Regions from separate parts of the Mus musculus genome. Here region 2 is linked to region 1. A link is a contact called in public promoter capture Hi-C data. All regions are on one chromosome and are shown on one strand. Each heading gives the region's core, a stretch centred on a gene start, on an enhancer-like site or on the middle of the called end of the contact. The rest is flanking DNA. Distances are from core to core; before and after follow the strand shown.

What was found. Capture Hi-C pulls out chosen DNA fragments and counts their contacts.
Region 2: a contact with region 1 is called in a promoter capture Hi-C map of adipose tissue. The contact joins the promoter of Gbgt1 here to the promoter of Ppp1r26 in region 1. A contact is called at or near these places in 2 of 39 promoter capture datasets (liver and macrophages), 1 of 484 Hi-C or Micro-C datasets (8-cell embryo), 2 of 115 datasets of contacts at active chromatin or transcription factors (both in embryonic stem cells) and 3 of 9 other capture datasets (adipose tissue, liver and pancreatic islet).

The regions. Positions count from the first base shown.
Region 1 is chr2:28,445,252-28,448,550 of GRCm38.p6, reverse strand. It overlaps Ppp1r26 (protein phosphatase 1, regulatory subunit 26), which reads right to left and starts at 1,705. Exons shown (of 4, transcript NM_001005420.2): 1 at 1,655-1,705; 2 at 569-666.
Region 2 is chr2:28,495,321-28,498,619 of GRCm38.p6, reverse strand. Gbgt1 (globoside alpha-1,3-N-acetylgalactosaminyltransferase 1) reads right to left here and starts at 1,729. Exons shown (of 7, transcript NM_139197.2): 1 at 1,556-1,729; 2 at 784-951; 3 at 179-244. The coding sequence starts at 854.

The DNA.
Region 1 (3,299 bases), core at 456-2,955:
GAGGAAAAACTTGCCCTGACACCAACTACACTAACTGTGGCTGATTTGCCTCCCCTCTAGTGAGAGCCGCAGGATGGAGGGTGCTTTCCTCTACCAGCTACCCGAGCTCACATCCTGGCCATCCTCAACAATCACTTTGCTTTCCTGAGACTCCCCACAGGCACAAGGCAGTGGGAACTAAAGGGAAGAGTAACTGCTTTCACTGGCTGGAGGACCTACCGCTTCTTTGCTGTAGGTGGTGTTCAAACTGCAATACTATAGAAATCACGTAACATTTGCAGGGCTTAACTGTGAAGGGTCTGAATCGAGTAGGGTGTGGTGGGGTATGCATGCCTTAATCTCAGGTGAAGGCCAGAGGATCAGGAGTTCAAGGCTAGTACTGGTTCCTTATCTAGTTCAAAGACAGTATCTGGGCTACTTGATGCTGTCTCAACCCACCAAAGTAAACACAACAAAAAGTGCTTTCCCCGTTGGGGCAGGGCAGGGTGGGATGGGGTGAGTAACATTAATATCTTAACATGACAGCAGGTGCAGAGCCGAGGGAATAAATCAGTTTATTTCCACTCACCTGCTCACAGCTTATAACGATGGACCCAGAACTGAGCTCCTCTGACAGTCTTAATGGTTGTTGGTCCAGCTACCTGGTCAATCTTGGGAGCTGTCACTCTGGAGAACCATGAACTTCACAGTTAGAAATGTGAGCTGAAGCCAGAATTGGGGCTTTAAACTGGAGGCTCTGGGAATCAGGTTTCCAGGGTGGTTGTGGGTACAATCATCACCCCTCTCTGCCCCCCCCCCCCCAGCATGGACTCTGCACTTAACTTATGATGTAGAGGGCCCTGTACTCCAACTTAAAGTGGGTGTGGGTAAGATTTGGTCCTTAGGAGCCAGAGGTGCTGACAAGATTCGGCCCCCAGAAAAATTGTTGTGACTGCCAATCCCTGTGCACAGTGCTGGAAGCAAGGGGAGACAGATCCCCCTGCTGCCTGAGTACTGACTGCTCTTCTCACTGTCTGAGAGGGAGCCGCAGTCTGGTCTTCAGCAGGTTAATGCCAACCCTTCTCCAGTCAGTGGCAGGGCCTCCGGCTGGTCTGTGCCCCCATCCATCCATCCCCCCCGAGTAATTTTCTGGGATCCCAGGCTTAGGGAATCCGGGAGTCTCGAAGCTGTTCGTGGCAGGTCGAGAAGGCAGCCTTGAAGGCCAGGCCGGCCTCAGTGACCGGGAGCCCGCCCCTCACCTGAGCCACACCTGGGCCCGCCCGGCGCCCGCTGGCTCTCGAGGAACGCAGGGCGCAACAAGCGCCAGGCATCCGCGAGAGGCGCCTCCCGGGGGCCGGGACCCTCTCCCGTGATAACACCAGCCTCAGCCACCAACCCGATCCGGACCCTGCACGCCGCGGCCTGCACCACGAAGCCAGCCCAGCTGCCCGCCCTGCGCCCCGCGTCCCGGGAGGCGCCGGGCCCGGAGAGCGGGGAAGCACGGACACTCCCGCCCCGCCCTCCCTCGGTCGGGCGCCCGCAGCCACCGCGGAGTCCCGCGGGGACTCAGGGGCCCGGCGCGCCGTGGGAGCGCGGGAAAGGAGGGCGGGGCCGGCGCGGCGAGGGGCGGGGCGACCCCCACCCCCCACCCCGGGCCGTCTCTCCCGCCACCTACCCGCGGCGGCGGCGACCGCGCTCCGGAAGCCGTGCCCGGTGGCTGGGCATCATGGGAATGGCACGGCCGAGTTCCGGGGGAGGCGCGCGGCCCGGCCGGACCCCCGCCCGCGAGAGCGCGCCCACCTGCACTGCGAGCGCCCGCGCTCGGACACGCACGGCGCGCGGGAGGAGCGCATGGGGCAGCTTGGAAACGGCCGCGGCGCCCGCGGGACTCGGAGCCTGCGCGGGGACCCTCCTTGTCCTCCCACCCGGGGCCTGGCGCAGCTCCGGGCGCCGAGAGCGTGCGCAGCCCAGGGGTTCAGGAGGTCGCGCGCGTCGGCAAGTTGGCCACGGCGAGAGGCGTGGCCGTGAAGAGAAGGAGGGCGGCCGGACCCTCGCACATACCTTCTTTTTGGTCCAGATCCAGTGGCCCCCGCGTGCCTGGCATCTGCTCACAGTTGCCCTTCCTATCCTCAAACACAGCAAAGGTGTGCTTCCTTGCCTGCAGTTTGCACCCAGCTCAAGATTGTGCTTAGTTTGCCTGCTCTGGACACCGCGGGGCCTTCTGGGCTACCCAAGTCCCTTTACATTGTAGAACGCTTCTATATGTCTATGCACAATGCCCCCTCTCCCCACTTTAGCCAGATCTTAGAGTGTGCTTAAAGATAGGAACCCTGAGGCTGAGGAGAACTAAGCAACAGGAGTCATGCAGGGTGACCTTGCTCCACATTCACACCAGTGGTCTTAGGAACAGGTGGGATAGGACTAGCTTCCGCCAACGCGGTCAGGATTATACAGTGGAATTTCTTGGCTCTGTGGCACACTGTATGTGATGTCGGAAATCTCCCTAGTTTTCTTTTACTTTTTAGACATGTCTGGAGATTCTGTATTGATCATGTCAGGGAACAAGCCAGGCTCACCCCCGGCCCTAGGCACTCACCCTGTCTGATAAGGCAGAGGAAATGATTAGAGAGTGCCAGGGATCTGACAGGAGAAACCCCTAGAGACTTGTTATATAAATGAGCCTGACCTCAAACTTACACAGATCCACTCGCCTCTGTCTTCAGAGTGTTGGGATTAAAGGCAAGTGCCATCACACCTGGCCTGAGTTTTTGTCACTATGAAGTAATATTATGAACATTTAGAGAGAATTACACAACCAATAATACCATCACCAAGATGTAGCTGTAGGCCTATTTTGGAATGCTTTTAGTGTTGTGAGAAACACCTTTGGGTGTCCCTGAAGCCACTCTGTGTATGTCTCCTGGTCTAATGCCTAGAAGACAGTAGTCTGCTTGGGAGAGATGCGAGGTGCTGACACTTGGCAGGTGCCCTTCAGAGATGAGGACTGTTTGGTTATTTTCTACTGCTGTGAAGAGACACCATGACCAAGGCAACTTATAGAAGAAAGAGTTTATTAAGCTTACGGTTTCAAAGGGTGAGTTCATTCCACCATGGCAGGGAGCATGGCAGCAGACAGGCAGGCATGGTGCTGGAGCGATAGCCGAGAGCTTACATCTTGACCCACAAGCCTGACACAGAGAAAGCAAATTGAAACCTTTGAAACCTCAAAGCCCATGCCCAGTGACTCACCTTCACTAAGACCACACCCCCTAGCCCTCCCCAAAAACAGGTCCACCAATCAGGGACCAAGCAGTCAAACC
Region 2 (3,299 bases), core at 480-2,979, 50 kb before region 1:
GTTGGAAGGCTGGAATCTCCGGTTCTCAGCTCGAGTCTACGGCAGCTCTAAGGAGCACTGCTCAGAGCCATAAGTTAAGGCTACAGGTCCCCTTAGACAACATCAACCTAAAAGATTTCCTGTCTCTCCAAATATGGTCACCCCACACTGTAGCCAAATTCTCTTATCCAGTACTTACAAGAACTCTGGGCAGGGGAGGTAATAGGGTATGTAGGAGACCAGCAGCCAGTCCTTGATAAACTTCCTAGAAAGAAAAACACCTGTTAAATGCTATACTACCTTAAAGGATGGCCTCACTTGTGCACTTCATTAGGAGCAAAGACCTTCATTTGGTAAAGAGTCCTGTCACTCCATGGCAGTTGACTGCAGAGTAAGGACCCATATCTAGCATAGGGCCTAGTGTGTAGCTGTCTTTTTGTCCACATAGCTAGTCACTCATGGTATGACTAGGTCCTTGAAGCATGGCTTCCCACAGACAGACGGTAAGGAGACATGCAGTGGCCATAACTCCCCCACAAGGCCAATAGGGGTTACTTTAGGAACATGAACAGGGTTTCTTATCAACATGGTTTGAAGGACAGTCTAGGCAGAAAACATGGCAAATAAAAGGCTGGGAAAACCCAAACCATGGCAAAACACAAAAGCCAAAACTAGTTAGCCTTCCTGAGGCTGGAGGATCCTGAGCCTCGAGAGTTGATGGGTCCTGAGGAACTGGTTGACTATCACATTTAGGAGGCAGGAGAACTGAGAAGGGCATGGAAGAGATTCCAAGTAGCAACTCACCACAGGACCCAGAGACCTGTGCCACCGAGCAGGAAGAACGCTAGGCCCTGGGCCAGTCTTGGGCGGGTCATCACTGGGTGCAGAATAGAAACTGGGCACTTTCAGAAACCCCTAGGGCCTTAGGTCTGTCAGGCTCTGGGCCTACCTCACTTGAGGTCTTAGAAACGCCTGCAAAGAAATGTTCCAATTATTTCCCTCTTTCAGCTGGCCAGGAGCTCAGTGGCAGCTAGGATGTCATCCCCAGGCAGTGGTCTATGTCTAGGCTCTGCCCATTCATCAACAGGGCGACAAAGAATCACCTAGCAACGGACTGGGACAGTGTCCCCAGGGACTTAAGTTCATGGAGGCAAACCCTTAATTTCCTAAAGCTACTTCTGGCCACTTGGGAGAGGTGGGGTCTGAGCTTTGTGACACAGGCAGAAGGTGCTTAAGCAATCTGGCTCAAAGACCTTTTGCTTGGTGATTCTTCACCACCAAAGGGTTGGGGGAAGATGAGATAACGCTCCAGGCCAAGGAGAGGAGAGTGTGGTAAGCCTGAAATCGGAGAAAGTTCCCAGATCTGGAGTCCTGGAGGTTAGGGCTCTGCCTTCCCTCTCTTGCCCTCTCTTGCCCTCTCTTGCCCCCTGGGACCCCAGTTTCCCTTCCCAGCTCACCATTTCTGCCTCACTAGCCTCAGGCTCAGACTCGAGCTGCACAGAACTGCGAAGCAGATGACAAACTCAGACCCAAACCCTGCAGGTCCAACCCAGAAGTTGGGGCTGCAGAGGAGTACCTGAACTTTGTCCAGCTTGTTCTGGCACTGGGACTTCCTCCTCCTCTTCCTCCTCCTCCTCCTCAGCGGCTGCGGTGGGGTACGGTGCAAGGACCCAGTCGGGTAGGGCAGAGCAGATGAGACTGTCTTTGGGATTATAGAACCACTCCCTTTGGGCTGACCAAGCTTTAGGACAGAAGGAGGAGCAAACCTCAGCCCAGAAAACAGGAACTGGACTCTTTCCCAGAGCACAACCCCCAGGCCCAACCCAGCACACAGCAGGATTCCTGGTCCTTGGGGCGGAGCAAAGTAAGTCTGGGAGCAGGCAAGTACCTAGAGATCTGAAAGCCACCTGAGTCCCACCCATCCATGCCTTCAGCCTTGCCCTGCCTGTGCTTGAACCTTGTCAGTAACTTCTCTGTTCTTCTAAATCCAACCCAGCCTGCGGAACGTACAGCTCCTAGGCAGGGATGGTAGGTCTCCCAACACAGGCTGAGATGTGAGGTATGATTTTGGAGAAAAACTTTCAGAAAGTCAAGGAAAGGGAGAACCAGAGTCTCTGAATCTGGCCAAGGCCCTGTCTCTTCTTAGTCTGAAGAAATATAGTTTTAGCTTGGCTAATGTGCACCAAAGCTGTTTGCAGAGCTTCTCCCTTCCCCCTGCTGCTTCAAGAATTTTCCCTTTCCCTGCCAATGTAAACAAGTTCAAGACCACCCGGCCCCTTCCCCATCTGGAGGGACTGACTAGCGGTCATGATGACCACAGCTGCCAGAGCAAGATTAGCTGCTCTCAAGAATTAGCCATGACAAAAATATCAGTCCTTGGGACCCCTGCCTCAGTTTGAATTCTAAGGTAAACCGACCTTGCTGACAAAGTTTCTGGCACATCAATAGCTGACCACTAAAATTAAAAATATACTGTTGCTTTGCTAGCCAATAATAATATAGCTGTGTAACCGCCCTTCAAAAGAGTATAAAAAAGCTGTACTTTTGACAATCGTGGTTGACTCTCCCTGCGAGGCTGAGCAACCCCACGTGCTACGAAATAAAAACCTCTTGTCATTGCAGCGACCTGTCGTCAAGCTGTGTTTCTGGGGGTCGCGTTCTCAACACTTGGGCCCCTGGGGTCCAACAATTGGAGGCCCCAGCGAGATTGTGCGCCCCCAGACCCACAATTGGCGAAGAAATCAGAGGTATGCTCGAGCAGGTCTGTGTTACTTTCTGTTTCATGTTGTCTGCATCCACAGTCTGTATCTGTTAAGTCCTGGAAGGGGACAACTGGTTTTCAGGTTTCAGGTTTGGTTTTGGACTGGTCTCAGGTTTTGGTGTCTTCTAGGAGACCCCATCCAGGTTGCTGTTGTGACGGGCAGACGTGTCAGTGTCATGGGCCAAAGGACGCTGGAGGGCGCTCCGAGTCACGCTGGGAGGTTAGATCAGAAACGGTCCTTCTCAACCCAGCAGCTGCTAGGGTTCAGCAATTGCCTGGTACAAACAGTATCAGGCGTCTCTGGAAATCGCGTGTAGGACGCCCTGTGTTGGTCTTGTTTATCTTACTTGTTTCCTGTGGTGTAGTTGTGACACTTTATTTGGACGAGATGATGGGACAGACCACTTCCACTCCCCTGACTATTACCCTTGACCACTGGATGGATGTAAAAGAAAGGGCTCACAATTTGTCTGTTGAGGTTAAAAAGAAAAAGTGGCAGACTCTGTGTGCTTCGGAGTGGCCTTCCTATCAGACTGGATGGCCACCAGAGGGCTCCTTC